Regions from separate parts of the Mus musculus genome. Here all the other regions are linked to region 1. The links are chromatin contacts, called in public Hi-C and HiChIP or PLAC-seq maps. All regions are on one chromosome and are shown on one strand. The core of a region is the stretch at or near the end of the contact, and the rest is flanking DNA. Distances in the headings are between cores, read along the strand shown.

Region 1 (3,403 bases), core at 462-2,961:
TATTACTATCAATTCGTAACTAAATTACAAACCCATTAGTGGATCGAGCCCCTGTTGAGCCCTCATGGATCTACCAGCTGGGGACAAAGCCTTCAACACATGAGCCTTTGCAGGGCATGATTCACAGCCGAACCCTAACACCATCACAGTTGTGTGGGCAGAAAGAGCAGACAATGCAAGGCCACTGACAGGCAAAACAGAACTGCATATAACTAATCAGTATGGCCACAGTGTGCAGATGAGTCTGGGTGTTTCCTTTTGAAATTCAAGTACATATGATCTGCAGAGTCCACCGCCACACAGCAGCCCGTCATATTAGGCACATATGTAAAGGTGCATTTTTGCTTCTCTGTGCTTAGATATCCTCATCTGTGAAATGCAGATGGCCACACAACGCCTTAGAGGCTCCGTGATACATCTCTCTCTGAGATATAAAACAGAGCTAATGCAGAGCCAAGGGTCTAATGACCCAAGAGAGAGACAGCAGGGCTGCACTTGGTTTGGGGTTTCTGACTCTCTGAAGGGCATTATATATAATACAAAGGCTACAGAGGAGGCTACTTGGAATCACAGAACCAAGAGTGTGGGCCTCACGGTTGACTCAGTCTCCCCATGCTTGTCCTATGCTCGCTCTCTCTCCCCAGCGTCGTCTACTCTCCATTTCTACCTTACTTAATGGCTCCTCCACTCCACACCCTAGAGGGTACCTATCTCAGGTATAGGACAGTGCCATGCCCTAACACTCACCATCCATTTCCTAGCCTGGATAAGACCACACATGGTCAACGCTAGGTGCACGCATGGGGGCAGGAGTGGGCGGCAGGGTTAGTAGCAGAGGTGCGCACTTATGTGGAGCCTTCACATTCCAGATCCTCATCCGTGCACTTCAGTTATTTCAGTTGGTGGAGAGACCTACAGAAACTAATCACAGTCTCTTTGACTAGTCGTCACTTTACAGTCACAGCAACTCTATCACGTCCTAGGGCCCTCATTTTGCCTACCAGGGAGCTGAAACAAACTTGAATAATTTGTCTGGAAGCCAGTGACAGGAAAATTTTTATATAAAGGCTATAATAGCTCATCCCAAATCCATGATCCTGGCCACTAACAATCTACTACACATGATCTGTGACAGGTCATTAGTAAGCATATCCCCCATCAAATGTTTACTTAAGGAATAAAGTCTGAAACTGCCATTCTGGTCCTTATTTTCAATCTGATTAGGCATCTGTTACTTCTACACTCCCAGCAAACTCTGGCTTGGGTAAAAGCTCTAACTCTGGGTAAATGGCCCCAGGCAGCCAAGTGTGGTGGTGTACACCTGGCAGGTAAATCAAGGCCAGCCTGCTCTACAGATTGAGTTCCAGGACAGCCAGGGCTGCAAAAAGAAACCCTGTCTCTAAAAACAAAACAAAACAGAACAAGCTTGGTGGTGGTGGCACACTTAAGGGCAGAAGCAGGCTAATCAGTGTGAGTTCAGAGCCAGCCTAGTCTACATAGTGAGTACCAGGATAGCCAGTGCTATGTAGAGATATTCTGTCTTAAAACACACACACACTCACAAACAAACTAATAAACAAACAAAAAAGACCTCAGATGATCTTTGTGTCTTTCTTTCTGGAGTCCCCTTCATTAGCAAGTCTAAGAAACAAGTCCTACAATTGTCCCGAATGCTAGAGACCAATTGCTAGGGAGATGGCCCCCTCTAGTGGTCACACAGTGACAGGCACGGCCAGATGTAACATCCATAAGAAGTGTTGCTATGACTTCTCTTTCTGGCTATAGCATAGCATCAGAAAATACAAGAAAAAAAAAAAAAAAACTAAAAAGCAAACAAAAAACACTAAGTAGTATGTCTTTTTTACAACACCTCTGAGAATGTGATATTGTTATTAGATGAATGAGACAAAACATGAGCTCACAATGGACAGTCATTTTACTTCTGGCTCAAATGCAAACAAAACAAGCTCACTCCAGTTTTATAATTATGTTCTGTCCTCATCTTGTATCTTTTAAAAGGAAATTAGGAAAGGGAGGAGAAAGAGAGGGAATGAGGGAGGGAGGGAGGGAGGGAGGGAGGGGAAGGCACACAAGCCTATATAGATCCCAGGCTTCAAGCAACAAGTAGCAGGACATGGTGGAACAAACCTTTAATCCCAGGCTTTAATCCTCAAACTTTTACGAATTTGAGGTCAGCTTGGTCTACATAGTGAGTTTCACAACAGCCAAGACTATTTATAGAGACCCTGTCTCAAAAACAAACTAACAAACAAAAGCAACAAAGTAAATAAACATCACCCTCTTCTCTCCAATCTTGTCATCTCAGGGCCGGGGACATGGCTCAGTAGGTCAGAGCACCGGCTGTACAGCATGAATGTGGATCACCAACATCCACGGAGAAAAGCAAGGCACTCACCTACATCCGCAGCATGGAGGAGAAAGGAGACAGAGGATGGTTGGGACTGCTCATGTTCATGCCCCACGTTCACTGACAGACCCTGTCTCAAGGGAATAAGCCTGAGTGTGGCAGAGCAGGGTACCCCAAATCTTCCTTTGGCCTCTGTGCTCTCATACACAAGCACACACACACACACATGTAACAACAGGCCCTCAGACCTTAGCACAACTGACTCCATGATGGAAGCACCATTCAGGCCTTGGAACCCAGCACACGGGCAGCACCACCTGCCAAAATAAAAACAAAGACCGAATCCTTCAAAGTCCATAGTTCTGGGAAAGTCTCTAGATGTACTAACCTCGCTTTTCGGCTCCTGTAGTTCCATTTCTGGCTAGCTGTTCGTGGTAACTGTAGTATGTCAACCCAGAATGTGTTCTTATTCTGAACATCCAGTGTAGTTACCAGCTGGCTAATAAAAGACTTTCTGTTGGCTTAAACCCATGTCTTAAGTGAGTAGTCTTCGATGAATGCTCCCAACACAGAGGCATACATCACATGTCAAAAAGAATATTATTTTAGTCAAAGTTGTTTTTTTTTTTTAACGGCTGGAAAGATAGCTCAGCAGCTAAGAGTGCCCACTGCCTTTACAGAACCTGAGATTACCCATGTCAGGGAAGTCACAAGAACCTGCAACTCCAACTCCAAGAGACCTGAAGCTTTCTTCTGACTGACCTGCATACACACACACACACACACACACACACACACACACACACATATGCAAACATAAATACTGATGACAATAATCTCCAACATTATAAATAACACATATTATAAAAATTTCAGATAGGTAGGTAATCTATTTACCCAGAAAATAAGAGTCCTGGATCATATAGTACTTATTTGTTTAAGATTCACTTCATGTGTATGTGTATTTGTGCACTGTGTAGGTGACTACAGAAGTCAGCAGGCATCCAGTCCTCCAGAGCTAGAGTCTGACATGGA
Region 2 (3,403 bases), core at 441-2,940, 370 kb before region 1:
GTTCCTACAGCAAAGACTTTTACAGGATATTCTATTTGTAAGATAAGCAAAGACTGTGTAAAACTCAAGCGTTTAATTCTTTCTAACCTTATAAATTACAGAATATAAATAAAGAAATAGGTATCTCAGGGAGAAGAAACTGTTCTCACAACATAGCTGCATCAAGGAAAAATTAAATGAAGTTTTTTTTTATATTTCAGATGTAAAAAATGCCCACAGTCTAGGGATAATAACACTGACCTGATATCTAAACTCTTAGGAGACAGAAGCAAGGATGTCCCTAGTTTCAGGCCAACCTGGACTACATAGTGAGACTGTGTCTCAAAAAACAAGTTCTGTTGATGTGTAGTAATTGCCTAGCATGTACAAGTCCTGTGTTTGATCCCCAGCATAACCCCCCCCCCACACACACACACATTAATAATGTGTTACAGCAATTTATTACAGTCATGAGAAACTTCTCTGTCCTAGTTGACTGATATTCATTCTTGCAGCCAGTTCTCATTCTGACAGATGCTATCTAAAGGCTGGATGGAAGTAGATAAAGAGGTTTACTCTGCTACCTGTAGCTCCAGGCTGTGGCTCCTCTCGGATGCACGTTACTCTCGTGTGGTAGTCTGACAGTTTCACCACACTTCCTCTCGTCCAGCGTAAAAAGTAATGATGAGTCACTGTCATCAGGAAAAGCAGTTGATTTTCTTTTGCTGTGTAGCCATTAATTTAGAAAAGTGGGCTGATCTCCCCACCTTTCTCCTTCCCTCACAGTTAAAGTCCCCACACCCTCTTTCTTTCCTATGCCATTTCATGATCCCAGATAAATTCAATGAAAGCTAATATTTTATAATCATATTATCTATGATTTACATTGGAACTTTTGGAACCTTTTAAGTGCACAATGTTTTCAGTTTATTTCACCAAAATTTGCATAAGAGTGGGGGTTGTGGTAAGCCCTGGGCTAATTCCACAAAGTTTTGTGAACTTCACAAGTTTAGTAATATTTTTACTTTGGAAAATAATCAAATATTGAAAAGTAAAAAAAGAAAACCATAAATGTACAGGTTAGTAAATTAATGTAATGTGAATACTTCTAGCAAAGATTGCCAAGTTCAAAAAATAAGATACTACCAACATTTCAGGTAACCATAATATCCCAGCACAACCCATTCTTCCATTTTGTAGCTTGTGTCTTGCATCATAGTTTCAGCTTAAACCACACAAATCAAAATGTCTTCTGTTAGACTTTGCTATGAATGGATTCAAATGCCCTGCTTCCATTGGTGTTGGCTTATGCCCAGCACTGTTTCTGAAGCAATATTGCTGCCTAAATAAAATTATATTCTGTCCATTTTCATAACTGGACAGTAACCTATTGTCTCCGTGGAGTAAAACACCCTGATCTCTTTGGTTTCTAGCACTCTCATGACTTCCAGTATTAGGTTGTTGTGAACTGTGTTATTTTGAGCATCTTTGACCTTGAATCCTAAGAAGAGTAAGTACACATTTCTGTAAGGCATGTGTGCCTCAGAGTGGGATGGCCAGTGCATGATAAATGGGGTACATGGGAAAGCTTTCCAAACATGTTTCCTACTTTAAGCTCTCTCTTGCCGTCAAGCATCAAAGATCCAAGTTTCCTGCACCTCCGTCATCAGACACTGTGTCTTTTGAGTCACTACCATCCTGGTGTTTCTGCAATAGTGACTCACTGTGACTTGCAGTTTTACTTCCCTAACAACCAATTAGGTTGACACTGGGTGTGACATGGTAAGATGTCATTTATTAAGTTGATTTCATTTATTAAATACAATCAATGAAGCCTACAATGTTAATTCAACAAAACACCTTTCCCGATAACTCTGCAATATCGCCCTCAATATTAGATTAGGAGTTACATATTCAGAGTCTATGCTGCCACTGTTTATTCTTTCCTCCAGCCTATCTGTCTTAGGCCTACAACATACTAATTCAGTCATAACCTCATCTTATAGCTTGATATCAGAAAATACAAGATTTTCTATGACATTAAGGGTGGCAATGGCTCCATGGATGCATATTTGTTCCCAATCTTGATATGGACATATTTAATAGAGTTTTTAATATGTCCGTTAGACCTCAGCAAAGTGATTATTTTGGAAGCGAGCAGAACAGTCTCATACAAATTTTAAAAAAAATCAAATGTACAGCTCTGATAGTAAGCCTAAGATGGGGAATGTGTTGTGTGTGGATAAGCTGAGGAAAAGGGAGGCTTTGGGAGCACATGTTGGACATTCTTTGAGAAGATAATTCAAAATGAGCTTCATTCTGGCTAGTAGCTTACCCAAACAAGTTGAAATAAAGCAAGCACTAAGGAACGAGATGGAAACAACAGCGAAGACGCAAGGGATCAGTTGGGGATGTCGGGTACCTTTTGCTGAAACAAAGGGGATATAGGTTACTCTCCTCTCTGCCATAAGATGAGGGAAGTCAAGATTATCAAGGAGCAGGCTAAATGTGATAGCATGTAAAGTATGTTAGGAGTTCAAGAGACTTAAATATTCCCTGTGACTAAACCAAATAATAACAAAGAAAAATGCAAACTTGTTTTTATAAAGAAACATTTTTATACTCAGAACATAAAGGTCATAAAAATCCAAGCTTCTATATAACATAGTGTAATACAGGTACACACACACACACACACACAATCATGTACATGAAGAAAGATCTTGTAATATCACTATTGAAGACATGTAGTTTCTAAAATCAATTAAAATACTGTGTAAATTATGAGCAATAAGTTTTTTCAGTTTATTGCATAATTTATTTTTACATTTCTTGTGATTTTTTTAAAAAAATTAATCATTCCTGTCATTTACATCTCAAATGATATCCCCCTTCATGGTTACTCCTCCACAGCCCTCCCATCCCATCTGCCCTCTCCCCCTTCCATTTTGCCTCCATGAGGGTGCTCCCTCACCTACCTACCCACTCCCACCTCACTGCTACAACATATTCCTTCGCTGGGGCATCAAACCTCCACAACACCAAGAGCCTCCCCTCTCATTGATGTCAGACAAGGCCATGGTATACTACATATATATCTGGATCTAGAGCCCTGGATCCCCACCCCGTCCCCCCCCCCTTCCCTGTACACTCCTTGGTTGGTGCTCTATGCCCTGGGAGCACTGGGTGGTCCAACCAATAAGCAGCAAATTTAATCTATTGAAATTTTAAGTGGTCACCAAACAAAATGAAAGTATGCCCCATCCAGGAACTATGAACTAAAATAGTGTGGCAAGATTTTCATATCTATTCAAAAAGCGTAATGAAAGAAAGCGTGCAGTGTGGGCATGGCTGAGATAAAGTACTCAAGAGAGAGAGAGAGGGCTGTGTTGCTGAGTGTAGAAAGGAAAAGTAAACCCGGAGA
Region 3 (3,403 bases), core at 278-2,777, 320 kb before region 1:
ACAGAAAATAGGACAATCAGCAACCTACAAATTGGGGGAAAAAATCTTCACTAACCCCACCTCTGGTAGAGGGTTAATATCCAAAATATATAAAGAACTCAAGAAGATATCTCAAAAAAAAAAAACCAAATAACTCAATTTTAAAAATGAGGTATACTTCTTAGAAGGAAAACAAAATACTAATAGGAGCAAATATAGAGATAAAATGTAGAGCAGAAACTGAAGGAAAGGCCATCGAGAGACTGTCCCACCTGGAGATTGATCCCATATACAGTTACCAAACCCAGACACTATTGCTGATGCTAAGAAGTACATGCTGACAGGAGCCTGATATAGCTGTCTCCTCAGAGTCCCTGTCTGAGCCTTACAAATACAGAGGCAGATGCTTGCAGGCAACCATTGAAATGAGTTCAGGGTCCCCAGTAGAGGAGTTAGAGAAAGGACTGAAGGAGCTGAAGGGGTTTGCAACCCCATAGGAAGAACAACAATATCAACCAACCATACCCCCCAGAGCTCCCAGGGACTAAGTCAAGGAGTACACAAGGCTCCAGTTTCGTATGTAGTAGATGATGACCTTGTTAAGCATCAATGAAAGGAGAGGACCTTGGTCCTATGAAGGTTTGATAGATGTCCCAGTGTAGGGGAATCAAGGGTGGGGAGGTGGGAGTGGGTGGGTGAGTGGAGGAACACCCTCATAGAAACAGGTGGAGGGAGGATGGGATAGGGGATTTCCAGGAGTTGGTGGAAACTGGAAAAGGAGATAACATTTGAAGTTTAAATAAAGAAGATATCTAATAAAAAAAAGGGGGGGGGCATAGCACCAAACAGAGAATTCACAACAGTGGAATCTCCAATTGTCTCCAATGCCTGAGAAGCACTTAAAGAAATGTTCAAAGTCCTTAGTCATCAGGGAAATGCAAATCAAAACAACTCTGAGATTCCACCTTACACCAATCAGAATGGCTAAGACCAAAACCTCAGATGACAACAAGCACATGCTGGCAAGGATGTGGAGAAAAAGAAACAGTCCTCAATAACTGGTAGAATTGCAAAATGGCACAACCACCATGCTTCCCATTTCTAAAGGGAAAATTTGGCTTAATTAGTAACATTCAATTTTCCACAAAGGTAGTAATGCCACCTCAGAAGCTGCTGGAGGGTTGTTTGCTTGTTTGTTTGTTTGTTTTTCACACATTGACTTATGTAACTGGTTATATAAAAGAGTCTGAACACTGGAAAAAATGTGCCTGACTTGAAGGCCTAAAATTTTTAAAACCTACAGTCATAAGGGTTCTCAAATACTTTGATCCCCCTTTTAGCTCACATTCTAAAATAAAGATAGAGGAGAGCAGATGGTAATAGGACAATGGGGATCTGCACCTCTTTAGAAGTACTTCTTTGGGACAATTCCAATCTCCATTGTCCAGATACCAGCAATCCAGTTCAGTAGTGTCAGGATACCAACAGTCCAGCTCAAATATGCCACCAAACACAAATCAGCAGTGGCAGCATGATTCTGCAGAAACAGCTAAGCTTCCACTGACTCAGCATGAGTCAGCAGGAGTGAACATAACCAGTCATAACACCAAGAGAAGTTCTCTGCCTTGTCTCTTTCAATAAAGATCAATGAAGAAGCTAGACCAACTAAGCATTGCACAGCAGACAATGCAAGCATTCCATCACTGTTTGTTGTGTCCTACTTTTAATCTCTCCTAAGATTTTATCACATGTCCTTTCATGGGTCTACTTCAGCAAAACATCACATGAGCCTGCTTCAGGAAAGTATCACATGACACAACCAGATATTTTTCCTTCACTTACTGGCTCAGGGCTGAGCAAGACTTGTGTAGGTTTCCGTTTGTCACCATTAGCCTGCTACATGAAATGTTAGAAAAAACAGGAGTAATTGTCTATATTATTTTTTTCTACACCAATTTAGAATTTCTTGTGTCAAAGGATGCTACCTTGTACTTAAAGATATTTTAGCAAGGTTTTCATTTAATATCTAATAAAGAATATTTAATATTTCTTATGTTTTATAGGAAGTATACAAGTTCACATGGGTGTGTTTTAATCATCATTGTTGCTACATTAACAAGTTGGGCCTTATGTTTTCATTCTTTATTTACCTAACTCTAAACTGTAATCCATGATTATTCTTAAAGATTAATTAAACAACACACAAACCAGGAATCACTGCATGTTAGTGGCTGGGGCTAGTGCTTTCTGCAACTCATTAGAGAAATTAAATGGAAAGATAATCTATAAAATATTACTATAATTACATACTTAGTAACTTATTAAGTTATCTCAGGAATTGGAGCAATGAATACATGGTTGTAAAGACTGGGTGCTGAGATCTCTGACTTGTTGATGAAGGGCACAAACTGTCAAATAAAATAGAAGTAAATACTAAGATCCATACATAGTACAATAAAATGAGAATAGCACCATCCTGTATATCTGAATTTTCCTTAAAGGACTGTCTTAGTCAGGGTTTCTATTCCTGCACAAACATCATGACCAAGAGGCAAGTTGGGGAGGAAAGGGTTTATTCGGCTTATACTTCCATGCTGCTGTTCATCACCAAAGGAAGTCAGGACTGGAACTCAAGCAGGTCAGGGAGCAGGAGCTGATGCAGAGGCCATGGAGGGATGTTCTTTACTGGCTTGCCTCACCTGGCTTGCTCAGCCTGCTCTCTTATAGAACCCAAGACTACCAGCCCAGAGATGGTCCCACCCACAAGGGGCCTTTCCCCCTTGATCACTAATTGAGAAAATGCCTTACAGTTGGATCTCATGGAGGCATTTCCTCAAATGAAGCTCCTTTCTCTGTGATAACTCCAGCTGTGTCAAGTTGACACAAAACTAGCTAGTACAATTGACCCCTTGTCAACTTGACACACAAAAACATCACTAGTAAGCCTCAACCCTTACAATCTTATTCATCCCCAAGATCTAAATAACTTTAAAAGTCCCACAGTCTTTACATATTCTTAAAATTTCAATCTCTTTAAATTCAAAGTCTTTTTACAATTAAAAGTCTCTTAACTGTGGGCTCCACTAAAACAGTTTCTTCCTTCAAGAGGGAAAATATCAGGGCACAGTCACAATCAAAAGCAAAAGTCAATCTCCAACCGTCCAATGTCTGGGATCCAACTCACGATCTTCTGGGCTCCTCCAAGGGCTTGGGTCACTTCTCCAGCCAGGCCCTTTGTAGCACACACATCATCCTCTAGGCTCCAGATGCCTGTACTCCACTGCTGCTGCTGCTCTTGGTGGTCATCTCATGGTACTGGCATCTCCAAAACACTGCATGACCCCTTCAGTCCTGGGCCTTCAATTGCAACTGAGGCTGCACCTTCACCAATGGCCTTCCATGGCCTCTCACAGTGCCGAGCCTC

Evidence for each region. A called contact is a pair of places that touch in the nucleus more often than the background predicts. HiChIP or PLAC-seq counts read pairs in DNA pulled down with a chosen protein or histone mark.
Region 2: a contact with region 1 is called in an H3K4me3 HiChIP or PLAC-seq map of bone marrow-derived macrophages, with 7 times the contacts expected there. The contact joins two enhancer-like sites. A contact is called at or near these places in 13 of 39 promoter capture datasets (the C10 cell line, the HPC-7 cell line, HPC-7-derived erythroid cells and 7 more), 3 of 15 datasets of contacts at CTCF or cohesin (embryonic stem cells, pro-B cells and stem cell-derived epiblast-like cells), 67 of 484 Hi-C or Micro-C datasets (the 63-12 cell line, B cells, the Ba/F3 cell line and 32 more), 5 of 115 datasets of contacts at active chromatin or transcription factors (DN3 thymocytes, the HPC-7 cell line, acute myeloid leukemia and 2 more) and 3 of 9 other capture datasets (bone marrow-derived macrophages, embryonic stem cells and liver).
Region 3: a contact with region 1 is called in a Hi-C map of bone marrow-derived macrophages, with 24 read pairs. The contact joins two enhancer-like sites. A contact is called at or near these places in 1 of 484 Hi-C or Micro-C datasets (bone marrow-derived macrophages), 1 of 115 datasets of contacts at active chromatin or transcription factors (embryonic stem cells) and 1 of 9 other capture datasets (embryonic stem cells).

Annotation. Positions count from the first base shown.
Region 1 is chr6:122,890,934-122,894,336 of GRCm38.p6, reverse strand. No RefSeq gene overlaps it. Among named protein-coding and RNA genes, the nearest start is that of Necap1, 18 kb to the right of the region's middle. Within about 2 kb of position 1,711, at least 6 of the 459 cell types and tissues checked have an H3K27ac peak or open chromatin away from gene starts, as enhancers often do. A contact at or near this core is called in bone marrow-derived macrophages, where this site is marked.
Region 2 is chr6:123,264,323-123,267,725 of GRCm38.p6, reverse strand. It overlaps Clec4d (C-type lectin domain family 4, member d), which reads right to left. Exons shown (of 6, transcript NM_010819.4): 2 at 2,315-2,407; 3 at 564-671. Among named protein-coding and RNA genes, the nearest start is that of Clec4d, 3.9 kb to the right of the region's middle. Within about 2 kb of position 1,690, at least 67 of the 459 cell types and tissues checked have an H3K27ac peak or open chromatin away from gene starts, as enhancers often do. A contact at or near this core is called in bone marrow-derived macrophages, where this site is marked.
Region 3 is chr6:123,205,790-123,209,192 of GRCm38.p6, reverse strand. No RefSeq gene overlaps it. Among named protein-coding and RNA genes, the nearest start is that of Clec4n, 22 kb to the left of the region's middle. Within about 2 kb of position 1,527, at least 21 of the 459 cell types and tissues checked have an H3K27ac peak or open chromatin away from gene starts, as enhancers often do. A contact at or near this core is called in bone marrow-derived macrophages, where this site is marked.